Linked DNA regions of Bombyx mori: all the other regions are linked to region 2. A link is a contact called in public Hi-C data. All regions are on one chromosome and are shown on one strand. Each heading gives the region's core, a stretch centred on a gene start, on an enhancer-like site or on the middle of the called end of the contact. The rest is flanking DNA. Distances are from core to core; before and after follow the strand shown.

Region 1 (4,848 bases), core at 1,150-3,649, 78 kb before region 2:
ATTCGTGAAGCACAAATAAAGATTCAATTCATAAATGCATTACACGTAAAACGTGAATATTTTATTTTGATATGATTCTGCTAATTTATCTATGAACATTTATTTGCCTTTACTGAATACACAAAACTCAGTAACTATAGCGCTTTCCACGGCAGAAAACACATGCAACAGCCCGCTGAGTTTCTCGACGGATCTTCTCAGCGGGTCGCGATTTCGATCCGGTAGTAGAGTCATTCGCGAAGCAACTGCTCTTGAGTTGTTAGGTCTCCTTTGGAGGCACTCGGGCAGCTGTTAGCAAATCTCACTTCTCCAGACTGAGTTTTTGCTCTCCTGCCTGTCCTGGGGAAACTAGAAAGGCCTCCGGGCCACCAGTAATTCTTCATTCATAAAAAAAGGACAAATATGACAAATTACTGGGTAGGTTATTATTATCATAGTCTTTAAGGAGTCGCTTACTACTGTAGTAAATGTACTAAAAACCGCGAGTTGAAAAGGAAGGAGTAGTGGAAGATTTAAGGATAGAGTGAAGAGTCTATAAAACCGCTAATAATAAATAATAAGAACGGTGTAAGACACAAATAGCCATGGTCGCGAAAATAGAAGACCAAATTCTGAAAATGTTAAAAAGACAGTTAAATGCGTGAAAAGGTCACAGTATTCAGGTAAAACCATAACTATATTTAATTATTGGAAAAATAAAGCAACAAGTTGTACAAGCCATACAAAGCACGAAGAATATATCAGAAACTTTATCATACCCGGGCTGTGTCGATTTTACTTAAAGGTCGAGGATTTTACTAGACAACCAAGATGTATTGCCAAAGACGAAGGAATACCATGTAAGTACCGGACTGGACGTGAATCCACAGTCTCCACATTTATGAAGATGAAGTAAATAATAAATATCTCCAAATTATGTTATGATCATCAGTGTTAAATCAAAGCTAATTTTTAGTTAAACAAGACCTATGTACGTACCTATGTCATAACTACTTTATAATTTCAATATTAAATTTAAATAATGAGCTTTTTCTTACCAAGAACTAAAATACTTTCTCAAAAAAAGGACTGTAGTTCCTACATTCTAATAAACGCTATATATCCTAAACACACGTAAGTACCTACTGGACTTTATTATTCCAAATACATTATATTACTCAAATTATCCAACGGCATGGAAATATTCGCAAAGTCAACGCAGGCAATTAAAGGTGTAAATCTGGAAAATATCGTTTCTTGTTTGTATACGTAATTTAAGTCTGGGCAGCGCTCCGCTATTATGTTTGCATGAGCATGTGTTTTGTGGCATTGAACACTAATAATAATCGGTGAACTTGACATTGGGAGCGGAGGCTCGTCATCGCAGCAAGATTCACCTTCGCGCTTGCACATCGTTACGACTCGTTGGAGAGACAAGGATGAGCGATATTATCTTTTTGTATTCACGAGTGTTTGTAGGTCAGTCATGTATTTGTTCCGGACGATAGTCCGAAAGTCGGCTGGAGGTTACATTACGTGCCTAGTTATTTACGTCAGGACTGAGCAAATCAGCAAATATGTTTTGCCAAGATACACAATTAAAATTGATTTAAAAAAATCAAATGTAACTACACTTCCGAGAAACAAATTATGTATTTTAGAAAATATATTATTATGTGGGTATGTTTTTAAAGAAATTTTTTTTGAGAATCAAAGAAGATATGATAGGTATTTAACAGTTTCATCTATTTATTTATATAATATGGAATATTTAATCGTTTTACTCTATGAAAATTGCGGACAAAATTCTAATTTATTCCATTGGTTTTTTAACAAAATTGAGATCAGCGTACTCTAGCAGCCATTTTGAAACCTTTTTGTACGCAAGGAATCTGCAGACCATCGTCATGTTGGAAGAGTTCGCTAGATGGCGCTATGCCAGTGTAACTTTCTTTTTGAGTTTCACATAATAAAATATAGGTGGCATTGCTTGTTAAGAAGTTCAATCAGCTTTTTACTCGTATACTGAAATTTAAAATAAGATTTTTACTTACCTTACAATTTTTTTATATTACCATGTATTAATAATATATTATATTACCAAAACGAATATTTAATTAAGTATCTATCCAATTACCTACCTTTATAAATAATATTTTTTGTGTTTATATTGCATGGCGCGATATTTAAATAATACAAACAAACACAGTAAGATCTCTTTTTACTTTACATAATACCTATTAAATAATTACTGATAGTGAATTCAACATATTATTATGTTTTTAATTTTGTCATTAATGTGTGGTTATCAGTCTAAAAATATTTGGTTGGAAACTTCGCGATTCATCACATTGTCATGTTCTGTAGAGTGTAGACTAAGCGCTGCCGGACGGTGATTTTGCGACTGTACTACGTCAGCGATCAGTTCTTTAGCACGTTCCACGTAACAAAATGCGTCACTCGGTCGTCGCTCCCTTTAAAACAAATGAGTGAGATCATTTTGTTTATTACATTGCCCATTATGGTTTGACCTATTTTTATATGTTTATAGCCTTGTGCTGTGAATAGCAAATAGAATTAGTTAACAAAGTTTTTGTAGAAGTACATTTACGATAGCTTCACTGGTTAGTTATTGATTGGCGAGCCGGATTTAATTATTCTGTAGTATTATTATTTTATAATAGTATTATTGGTATTCGCTGTTACTATTTATAATATACTATTCAATAAATGGTTTATCGCACTATATAAACTACTAATCTATAATATCATCAAGTATTAGATTTTAAGTATTTGGGTCTTAGTGTATTTTTTTATAATTGCATGTTGTTTCTGATACTGATGATATACTGGTGGTAAAGTGCTTATGCAATTGGAATAACCGTCTTGTCTATAGTATTATTCTACGTTCTCTATTTTGTGAAGCAGTATTGCATTCCGGCCGTACGTACAGCCGTTCTCCTCTTCTTTTTCTCCACCTTATCCCATTAGGTGGGGTCGGCACAGTTAATTTTTCTCTTCCATTCTTTTCTTCTATGAGCCTTCATTGACACACTCCATCCATGTCTTCGGTCGACCTCTTCCTCCTCTACCTTGCACTACATTTCCATACATCTCCTAGTCACATGCATCTTCTCTCTACGCATCACAATATGTCCATACCACATACGTACAGCCGTTAAACTAAACAAATAAGATTTCGTGTCTCAAAGTAGGGGCGGGACTCGCTCTTTGATGACTACGGGTCCCTGTAATGGCTCAACACCAACTGAGCGCGTCCACCCGTCTAAGCAAACAACAACAAAACAATTTAATACGAAACATCATAAACTGAAAGTCAGTATTTTCCACTCACTTTTTGGATATTTTTAAAATTGGAGTTGATTGCAAATGACGCCCGCCTGTCTTAAATAGTTACGGAATCCACAGACACCGTAACAAGAATGCTGCTATACGCCTACCATGAGACATCTTGAGGCAGAAGTCGATCTCTCAATGATATCGGTATGGCTATTATTAGAGAACAGAGTAGTTGGATGTAGGTGATAATTTAATGACTCATTATGAATCTCTGCCTCTCTCTTTCTAGGTTAAAAAAACAAAAACTTATGCACAATTAATATTTTAAATACTATATATTACTTGCCAACAAAAAACTCCTCATTAAAAAATAAACCACATTTATTTGAGGTTAAGTTTCTGCTACTCGACGCTAGATGGCTCTGCTCTCCTGTTTGAGCGCTACAAATATAATCTGATAATATTAAAATTATTAATGTAAAAACTCCTTTTGTGGTGCGGTATAGCGGGAAGGTTTTTTGCTTCAGCATAAGTTGTTTTGCGTGTATTGGTAACGACCCCGTTTTGCTTTTGTCATTGCCATAGACCACGAGAGACAATGACCACATTACATCAGGTGGCCTGCAAGCTCGTTTGCCTTGGACCCAAAAAAACTGATACGTGTAAATGTGACGCATTTCTAACTTTTTATACAACATAATTTATGTAAATTTACATTTCATGTGTATTTTACAATAACCATTCAGCATTATCGTGTACCATCAATGATTTTTTTTATTGTTTCGTAATAACGAAAGCACAGTGAAATTCATGATAGAAGAACAAAAAAAATGTGGTTTCTCAATAGAACGGTTGTTGTTTTAAAGGCGTCTTCCATACATTATCTAGGTAAGTTAATCCAAAAGACCTTCAGGTGTAATATCGATATGACAGGAGCGTAATAAAATAAAGCAGTTTGCCGGAGAAGGGCGATATCGTAACTGTAGGCAGCGATAGCAAGCGGCCGCCGCGCAACCTTGCAGAGTTTGTTGCTCCCGGCGGGCGCGGGAGGGGCGCGGGCGGCGGGCTTGCGGGCGCGGGACGAGGCTCATCTGACCTCCAATGACACGGTCTAACTGCGCGAAACCACAGTTTTAACCAAACAGCATGCATTATCATAATTAATTTAAAACATAATTGCATGCCGTAAATATGTTTGCGTTTCATGTTTCAATGGTCTTGATAATTTAAACAGGCGATTCAATGACCAAGCACAATACTCGACCGAATAATAATCTCGACCCGAATCGTATCGCCGAATTCGCGAACGGAAAAATACGTTAGACCTTGATTTATTTATCGAACATGTGCTCACCTGATATCGTCAGAGACGGTCGCCGTGTCCAGGTTTCCCATTAGCCAACAACAGAGCTGATCCTAATATTCAAAACAAATATTTCTATTCTTATCTAAAACAATACGTAAATTTTTATTGTTGGTTTGTCCGTCTTTTTCACAGCACCACCACATGACGGAGCCATAGATCATTCCAATTTTCACAGAGAAACCCGTACATTACGAATCTAAAAA
Region 2 (4,656 bases), core at 581-3,080:
TCACCACCACTCAATATCCTCGGTTATTACTATAATAGTCAGTGTTCTTAAATAACAATTTACATTAATCGTAAATTATATTGTGTAGAAAAGATGCGGGTGTAATCTGTGTTCTAGGAAGTCTACATGCGACAATTGGGTGGTACTCTGTGTGATCGCTTAATGTAGACTCGTAGACTCGATATTCGTGATAGGTACCTGGTATTGCAGTGCCAGCAGCAAGGCCGCGACACGCGGAAGACAATCTCCGTGCATTCATCGAACAAAGCTCGACCAGCTGACCTTATTTACTTATAGAGTAGAACAGATTTCACATCGACCCTGTTAAAATCGTAAGAACAAAAAAAAAACAAAAAAAAAACGTCGTGTGAACACAGAAAATTGACCTGGTACCTGTAGTCCTTGGCGGAGCGACCATGACGCCGCGCGGTCAGCCCCTACCGCTTCGATTAATAATACCTGTTCGAAAACGATCACACGGCAGGGATACGCTGTTTTAACAGGGATTATACGAATCATGCAATAAATAAAACGATTTATAAAGATACAGTATTAAAAAAAAACAAGAACTGCATATTCTGCAGACGGAAGTGCTGTTTTGAAATTATTAGAACACACGTGCCCTGGCTTCCTGAATTAAAAGGCATTGTGACACAATATGCACGTACTTCATATTTCTTCGATCCTTATATAACAACTAACAACTTGTGTTGTAGCGTCGCTTTTTCTATTGTTTGCCGGATTTCAACGTCAAATACTTCGTTGTTTTAAAAATGAAAAAAACAAAAAAACAACGTCAAGATTTAAAAAAAGAACATACGAATGTTTTAGTCAGAGACCCATCTCGGAGTCTGGTGTCGAAACGGTACATTTTAATGCATTTTATATCAAATATAGTTTTATTTTAAACTACTAGATATAATAATATATTCGCTATAAATGGTATTTGAATTTATTTTTACTAGCGAAGAATTCATTTCGAATTCGAAGAAGTCGAATAATGAAAAAAACTTGAAAAAAAAAAGAAAGGAATTTTATCATAATTTCTTTATTAGAATATAAAACCGGCTCGGTTTATTTCGGCAGTTTTTCCAAGGATCTCTGCCTTCCTCTTCTTCTCTGTAATATCTCTGTGACCATACCGTAATAGTAATTTGCCGAGAGTACAACAACTATGAAGCCGCGAAAGCAATGTTTCTTAAACTTTAAAGAGCAGTATGTATCCATTAGTCGGATTTTATACGTATTCCTATGATTTAACGAACAACCCTCCCAGAAATTTAATACGCTACTTCAATTATATCGGGACTGTATTAACGTATCGCGATGTAGTCAGACTTACGAACAAAGGTCGTTTTCATGAACTTGTTAATAGTCTGGGTTTAATGAGGCTACACACGTTGTCAGTTTCGCATAATGCCAGCGTCCAGTCCATCGCTACGTACAAGGATATTTGGTGCATTATTCAGTAGCGCCAAAAAATTTTACAACGAACTCTACGTATTAACTCGATATTTATATTCTGTATTATCAGATGACTTCAGTTAATCAAAAATTACAATTATTATGATCGGTTGCATTTTAGAATTAAAAAATAAATTACAAAACAGATCATACAAATCGAAAGTAACATGTTGGCGCGCAACAAAAAAAAACAAAAACAGTCTATAACGCCAGCTGTTGTTATGATTATGAAACTCGCTTGCGTAGTTCAGCTATCCAGCACTAGGTGGCGCTGGTCGTGAAGAAATACTAAAGTGCTGCCGCTAACACATGCGTGGCTACAAACATAAAGCTACATGAATGAACGATAGACCGCGCTCGTAGTTTACAGGCTGAATACGAGACGCGGGGCATTCGACCGTACGCAGCGGAGTCAACGAACTCTATTCTATTACGGCGTCTTCTAATTAATTAGGTATTTAGGGAAGGATTTGATTATTAAAGGTAACTAAATCGCGGTTAATTGTTTATATAATTTCCGATGGTACGTTAATCGGTAAACTACTTCTGTAGGCATTTTCATAAAAACACATTTTTTTTTATATTTCTTTAGACAATGTATTTTTGAGGATCATGAGCGAGTGTGAAGCATTTACATCCCGAAAGTTTGGATGTTAGACAGCTTTCTGAAAAAATTCAAAACGATAATTCAACACTATTCTTTTTTTTATCAGTGATGATAACTTTTAGAGAACAGTTTGTTAACGGCAAACAAAAGTATTTTTGTTCTTTTATGTTCAATTGAGATTCCGATGTTCTGCTAATATTTATAAACAACACTTAAAGGGCTAATTAATATTCAATTTAACACTAACGCTGTAGGGCGAGTTATAATTCATTTGATTGCTAGACGAGAACACTTAGCTTTAATGGCGGCTACCATAGTAGCACATTACGTCAAAATCTCAATCATACTCATTGGAATTTCCGTACCCTTCAAATGTTTTAATACCTGCCAGTATTACCAGCAACAATTGCCAGACAACGTTGAAACTCGTGTTGCCACGACAACACAGTCCGAAAAGTTCTTTGTTCCGAGTGACCGACATATTACGATTTCCGCACGTTGTGTTGTGGGTCGCTTATTTTTTCGACACAAATTGTAGAGTGCAGGGCGCGCGGCCAACGACCTCGGCTCGCTAACCGCCGCGCCCGTCACCTCTCCTCGCCGTAAACAACTTTTACGGGCACAGAATGTACGCGCAACGTGAACGTAACCTACATTATTTTTGAACTGTCAGCTTAAAAGTTCGTTGATCCCTGTGCGGTCATATTTATTGAGAACATCGCACGCTGACTCGGCTATAGCCTTTGTGATTTCCTCTTCACGCGCGCCCGCTGAACTTGATTCGACTGATAGTTATTAAAGTTAAATTAAAATTCTTGGTTTCTCGTATGTATGTATGTGCATGCTTCAACTTTTTGTTTCGAGTTTAATGTTAACGTGAAATTAAAATGAGTTTGATATTAATGAAAATCTATGATGATACATTATGCAACAAATGTTTTTATAAAATAAATACATACTTGTAAAATGTGTATAAAATAAAGACGATCTTAAAAACTATACTCAATCATCGAAACACTCAAACAGTGCCAACAATTAGTTAAATCTTTATAAATTCATTCAAACTTTTCAAAATATAATTAACTTTTGACATTATGGATACAGAAGTACTCAACGATTTAAATTCATAAAAACTTTGTTTAACATGCTTAATTATACAAACACCATTAATTTTTACATAACAACTTTCAGTATGCTGAGTAAGTAATTACTTACTCTTGTGATTTTACTAATATATTACATTTTTACATTCTTGAGTATTGTATATTATTAAATTTTGTAAAATAAATTCCTAGTAGAAGCCACTCGACTTCATACGTAAAGTGAACTGCACAAAGGAAATTACCTAATTATAATTGTTAGCTCATTCATTGATTAAGAATTCTAACGCACAAGCGTTGCACGCGTACATCGAACGATTACAAATTACGTTCTAAGGCTTACACGTTCGTTCTAAAAATAAAATAGCGACACGTGATCAGGAAATGAATCAGGATTCCGTATGAATCAGAGGCTTAGGCGCGTTATCGAACGAACATCTGCGACCACGTAACGGACTGTTAGCCGAAGCGGGGTCAACCGGCTGCTTCCACAGAATCGACGAACTTACAAGGAAAACAGCATTACGATTAAAAAAAAAAAAAAAAATTTAAACTATTTCACAGAATAATCATCACGGACGAGCGCCGCAACGAACTATAACTTTATGATGAAAATAAATAAAAAACGCTAAATTAATTCTTAAAAGTAATTAATTATGTATGCGACTCGCAAAAATGGAGGAAAACATTACGAACACACATATCGTCTTCTCGCATTAAAACTATATAATCTCAAAACTTACTGATTTTACAGGAGAATGCTTTAAAGGTTTAACATGTGATATTTATCTGTCTTTTAAAGTAAGATAAATTTATGTATAAATTTTGTTAATAGTAGGCAAAAACTAAGTAAATTAAAAAAAAAAAAACTAAACTACGCTCTTTTGACAGTATTTATGAGAAAAATATTGGTGATACCAAATGATTCCACATATTAACTCAATTTCGAATACTTTTGCAAATTGTACATTTTTAATGCGAAAAGACGATATCTCATATCAAAAAACAGGTAGCAGGTTTTCTTGTCTGCGCGTCTTTTTCCCGGTTTCCGAAAGGACGTCTCCGCGTAAAGAGTCCGGTGCAGCGAGGTGATGCGTCAGCTTGTTTACATGAGGCTCGGCCGCGAAGCCGGTGTCGTTGGCCGCGGGACCGTTAACCGTTGCCGACCGACGAACGCGGTGTTCGCGAACCTTCCATCCTCTACAGCACTCGCAAATTACGACGAACACACAAGCGCAAGTCCAACGATAATACGAATAGTTCCGTTTTGATTTACAATACGCTCAACGATCAGTAGGTATCCAAGAGTGAACTAGCTCTTCCCTAAGTTAAAAGATAAGTGGACAAACCGAAAGAAAATGGTAGTTAATTATTTTTTCTTTTTTATTAAACAAAAAAAATCGGTAGGTAAATAATTCCAAACGTTACAAATAATAAGACGACAATAAAAAAACGCGTGTTCAAACCGTAAAAGTAATTTTAATT
Region 3 (4,959 bases), core at 1,642-4,141, 110 kb before region 2:
AAGCGTAACGTGAGAGTAAACATTAAATACTCACGCTGAAGAGTTATCACTTGAGGTGAGTTGATAATAAGCCTTTGACAGGAGGAAAATAGATTTTTTTATCTGACGGGGTGGTGCAATAGCTCCCTTGACTTTTTGCATCGAGCGTCGTGTGTTCGATTCTCACAACGGGCATTTGTTCGGTTGTTTATTATCTATGTTTATCAGTCTCTGGTACCCATAACAAAGGGAGTCCTAAATTAAAAATAATCAAATTTGAAAAAGGTGATATTTTTTAATTTTGAATTTATTTACTACGACATAACGGTGTAAATGCAAGGCTAACTACGTCTGTCTGTAGTTGCATAGGCGCATGCGTATTGCGGTGGCATCAGTCGGTTTGTCTCCGCCACCCTGGCTCGTTTGTACCCCACTGCGATGCCCCGGTGCCCTTACCATGCCTTCAAACTTTCACTCCTAAATACGAGGCATCGTAGTTTCGATAAGTAGATACTGTGAAACTTAAGTTTGAGCTTATTAACAAAAACATTAACTTAGGCAATTGGTAGCGCTCTCTTTTTCGTTGTTTTATGAACATCCGATTTATTAATAATAAATTTTATAGATAAAATTAGAAAACTATATATCGATAATTCATTAACGAATAGAATCTAACAAATAGAAGAGAGGAAACATTAGAAAGTTTTTCAGGCAATTTTTCTCTGAAATAAATTGCATTGCAGAATTCTTAGATGCTTTTTTGTTAAAGTTGAGTTCATTGTAACTAGTGGCCAAATTTAAGTGAACTTTAGCAGAGGCGCGGTCGTCGACGGCCGGTGGCAGTGACCTCGGCGCACCCTGCTACTGCACCTCCCCCCCCCCCCCTCCTAGAAAAGCCTCGAATACCCTCTATTTTGCTTTAACCCACCCCAACACACCGGTCTGCTACATATATATTATACATATTTTAGAACAATGCAAAAATGCAAATATTAAGTATCTATTACAACACTGACTATTGATATCCGAATATAAGAAACGAATGACTGATTGAACGTGTAATACATTTATTTATTTATTGCTTAAACGTATGGACGAGCTCATGACTCATCTGGTGTTAAATGTTAGCGGAGCCTTTAGACATCAACAAAATAAATGCCGCTACCGATCTTGAGACGTGAGTAGTAAGTTTCAGGTAACATTACAACGACAACTTCACCGAAACACATTACTCCGTAATGGTAGAAATAGGCAGGGGATGGTATTAATCGACTCGGGCTCACAAGACGCGATACCAGTAATATTTTTCGTAACATTGTTTTATTTATTATACATTTTAATAATTGTTTAGTATGGCACGTAATTTGGAAAATAATTAAAGATTTTCCATTAACTTTTATTCAATTTGTTATCAAGCTTTCAAGCTACCGATCGAAACGTTTCGAACACATCACGGAGCCGATAATAAAATCGTGTACTATCTTAAATCGATAAACTCGCTCGAGTTTAGGCATATAAACGTTCACGCTTGTCCAGTAGATGTGTTATCTTCGAGATTGTAATCAGTTGGTATCAGTGATCGTGCCCCGATGTCCACGGAGGATCGATCGTCCATCTCTATCGGCCCTATGTCTTCGCGGAAGTGATAATGACTATCTATCTCCGAACTTAGTAGTGACCGAATTAGAATTGCGCAATGTAGTGAAAATAAACATTTGGAAATCTTTATTTTTTATAACTGCATACGTAGAGGTTGGGGGTAGTGGAATATTAACGTACCAAAACAGTATTAAATCCGTATATGTACGACATATTTTTATTTACGTTTCTTGAGTGCAAAAAAACCGCGTAAGCGTTCACGATAAGAAGTTCTAAAACATAGCACAGCTAATACGTAAATTTAGCAATTTTTTTACTCACAATACTAGTAAACTTTTTTTCTCGCCTTGATGTACACAGCAGCAGTCGTCGCTCATGCGGATAAAATACTTTAAGCTCATTTCAAACGCAATAGGAATGTTGGCAACTTGTGCACTATACGAAAAAACATAAAATCAAAGTCTCTGTCGTATTTAAGTTTTACCATCAACTAGCCAAGCCTCTAGTTCCGATAGCACGATTACTTTGAGGTAGAAATAAGAAGGGTCGTGAAACAGATTCGTGCATGCTCACAACGTTTAACTATAACAGAAGGCAAATGATTAAATTTTACGAATTCTTAACCTTGAACTTTTAGCATACATCGTCTTTTCGCATTAAAAGTGCACAATTTCTAAAAATATTCGAAATTGAGTTAATTTTCGGAATCATTTGGTATCACTAGTATTTTTTTCATAAATACTGTCAAAAGAGCGTAGTCTAGTTTTAGTATATATTTTTTGTAATTTACCTGTATTTTGATTACTATTAACAAAATTAATACGTAATTTTATCTTACTTTAAAGGACAGATAATGTAACTGGTAAAAACTAAAATGCTGCAAAGATTATTATTATTAAAAATATCATATGTTAAACCTTTAAAATACTCTCATGTCAAATTTAGTAAGTTTTGAGATTGTACAGTTTTGATGCGAGAAGACGACATGTTGAGTGTTGCAATTCAATGGCACAAAGCAGGTAGATAGGTAATTATAATGAAAATTTGGTGATGTATGTAGCGTGCCTCGAGTGCAGTGTACTCTGTCAAAGGTCAGAGTTAAGGTTAAAGTTTATGTCGGATGGGCGTTGCAGCCGCATCGACGACGACAGCGATGGGCGGGCGGTGCAGGGCCACCTGAGGGCGGGAGAGGGCGAGGGACGCACGCTGCAGATTCACTTTCGTCCGACTGCGGCCGCCCGCCACGCCAGTGAGAGAAAGTTGGCCGCGGCGAGCGAACGAGTCCCGCGAGTCGAGCGGCGCGCCGCGCACGCACGATACGCGCTACGAGTTACGAGTACCGACTGCTCTACTAGTGTTGCACCCTTGCGCACATGATGAGAACATAAACAAATGCACATTCATGAAATTCAATTTAATATTCCTTTATATTTGTTGAGGAAATTAATAACGTAATTTGTGAACGATTTTGATTGTTTTATTTAGAAAGTTTGTATTTCGAGTATTTTTAAGGCTGTTTTGATAAATATTTAAAGACTATGCAGTGTTATCCGAAGTTGTCACCTAAGCGTGAGCCTCCGGAAGGATTATACGAGATCGAGATGTTACCCGGGGCGCGAAGATTAGAACTGCCGGCTCCTCCGGGAAAGGAGTTCCGCGCGCCCGTGCTATTGGCAGGGCCCTCTCTTGCTCCGACGCACTCCGTCATTCAATGCATGCGACCACCACCGCCGCCACCGCCACCACCTCCACCACGTCTCCTCAAGCCTCCATCATTCGAAGAACCGTCGAGCTCCATCCCCGATTTAGGTGCGTATTTCTATTGTGTTTTCTTCTTATGGAATTTCATATTACGTAATTTGAAAATTACACATTTGTTCAAGTTGTCAAGATTCGATCAATTTACACGAATATAAATTTAATCTGCCTCAAAAGGCAAACCACGTCATTTATTTTGGGCAAGTCCATAAGCGTAGAGCACTTTAAAATTCTACAATAAGTTAAGCATTCAAATTCATTTATTAACTGTTAAAAGTAAAATTTAAAAAAGTTCCATTCATAACCAAAAACAAGATTAAAATTTTCCATTTTTTTTTTTTTTATTAGAGATATGGATACCATACTTAAGATTTTTTTCACTTAAATTTATCAAAGTAAAATAGCATAAACATGAATAGAGTTGTTGGAGAAAAAAAATAAAAACTAAGAAACACTCATTGGCATCGCGAACTAAAAAGTTTGTTTTGTATTTTGATGAGGCTGGTAGGTCCAAACAAATAATTGTATCGTATCGTCATTAGTCCTTGATAGATACTTATGTACCTACATACGTGTGCAAATTTTCAAGATAAACAGGCGTATTGAAGTTTGTTAAAATTATATTCAAAGATTTCGTTACATTTGTCAGAAGGATACAGGTCCAGCTAGTAAAAGCAGACAATACAGACAAATCATAGATGTAATATAACTCATAATAAATTATAACTCACACTTAAATCTCAAATTAAATTTACATTCAGTTTACCTGTTATTGAATTCCAATTAATAATTTTTTATACAAACGATAAGATGATGTAAATACATATTTTAATTTTCAAATGTATGCGCAATAATATTTTTTATACATTTACATACTACTACTTACTTACTTATTGTTAACATTACGTTTTTGTGATCACATAAATGTATATACAATTCATGGGAAATTGGCTTTTAACACAATATCGTACGCGTCAATGTTGAATGAATACATCCCTGGTGTATTTAGTATTTTTTTTCTGGTTCAATGTACTTATGTCCTTTTCTATCCCTGAAAACTAATCTGCATAATTTCATGTTAACCGGTTGGATAATTTACAACGAACGAACTTGAGAACGTAATAAACAAACGCACTCACTTTTGAAAACATACTTTATAAGGTAGTCAAGTGCACGAACCATCCGATGCTAAGTTTCCACCGTCGCTCATGAAAATCAGCAATGTCAAGGGCACAGCCAAACCACTGTTAACCACTGACGACTCTTTTAAGTCTCAGCTAAACGAATTTTGATTCAAAAACTAAAACTTATGACTCAAGTTTTATTTTTATTCATTCGCATCACTATACTACGTGAAACTTTTGCAATAGATGTAAAGGATGACAATAGGTAGAGCATTGGATGCCTCTGGCTTCTGGCCTTTTGTAGCACATGTTGATACACATGCTCACGTTCCACTTGGTGTTAATTGGAACCTATGGTCATCACAACGAGAATGCCGCGATCTTGAAACATAAGATCGAAGTCCCCACTGCATTTTTATTTATTTATTTAACTTAATGCACAGAAGTACAATGGCGGACTTAATGCCTGAGGCATTCTCTACCAGTCAACCAAGGGTTA

What was found. A called contact is a pair of places that touch in the nucleus more often than the background predicts.
Region 1: a contact with region 2 is called in a Hi-C map of posterior silk gland, with 1.8 times the contacts expected there. The contact joins two enhancer-like sites. A contact is called at or near these places in 3 of 7 Hi-C or Micro-C datasets (posterior silk gland and whole pupa).
Region 3: a Hi-C map of whole pupa shows a contact between it and region 2, with 1.7 times the contacts expected there. The contact joins the promoter of E75 here to the enhancer-like site in region 2. A contact is called at or near these places in 2 of 7 Hi-C or Micro-C datasets (posterior silk gland and whole pupa).

What each region holds. Positions count from the first base shown.
Region 1 is chr10:7,929,887-7,934,734 of ASM3026992v2, reverse strand. The region is part of intron 1 of E75 (nuclear hormone receptor E75); the gene reads left to right. Among protein-coding and RNA genes, the nearest start is that of E75, 37 kb to the left of the region's middle. Within about 2 kb of position 2,399, at least 8 of the 8 cell types and tissues checked have open chromatin away from gene starts, as enhancers often do.
Region 2 is chr10:7,851,420-7,856,075 of ASM3026992v2, reverse strand. All of the region lies in intron 2 of E75 (nuclear hormone receptor E75), which reads left to right. Among protein-coding and RNA genes, the nearest start is that of LOC134199506, 15 kb to the right of the region's middle. Within about 2 kb of position 1,830, at least 8 of the 8 cell types and tissues checked have open chromatin away from gene starts, as enhancers often do.
Region 3 is chr10:7,966,865-7,971,823 of ASM3026992v2, reverse strand. E75 (nuclear hormone receptor E75) reads left to right here and starts at 2,891. Exons shown (of 5, transcript NM_001043577.1): 1 at 2,891-3,387. The coding sequence starts at 3,117.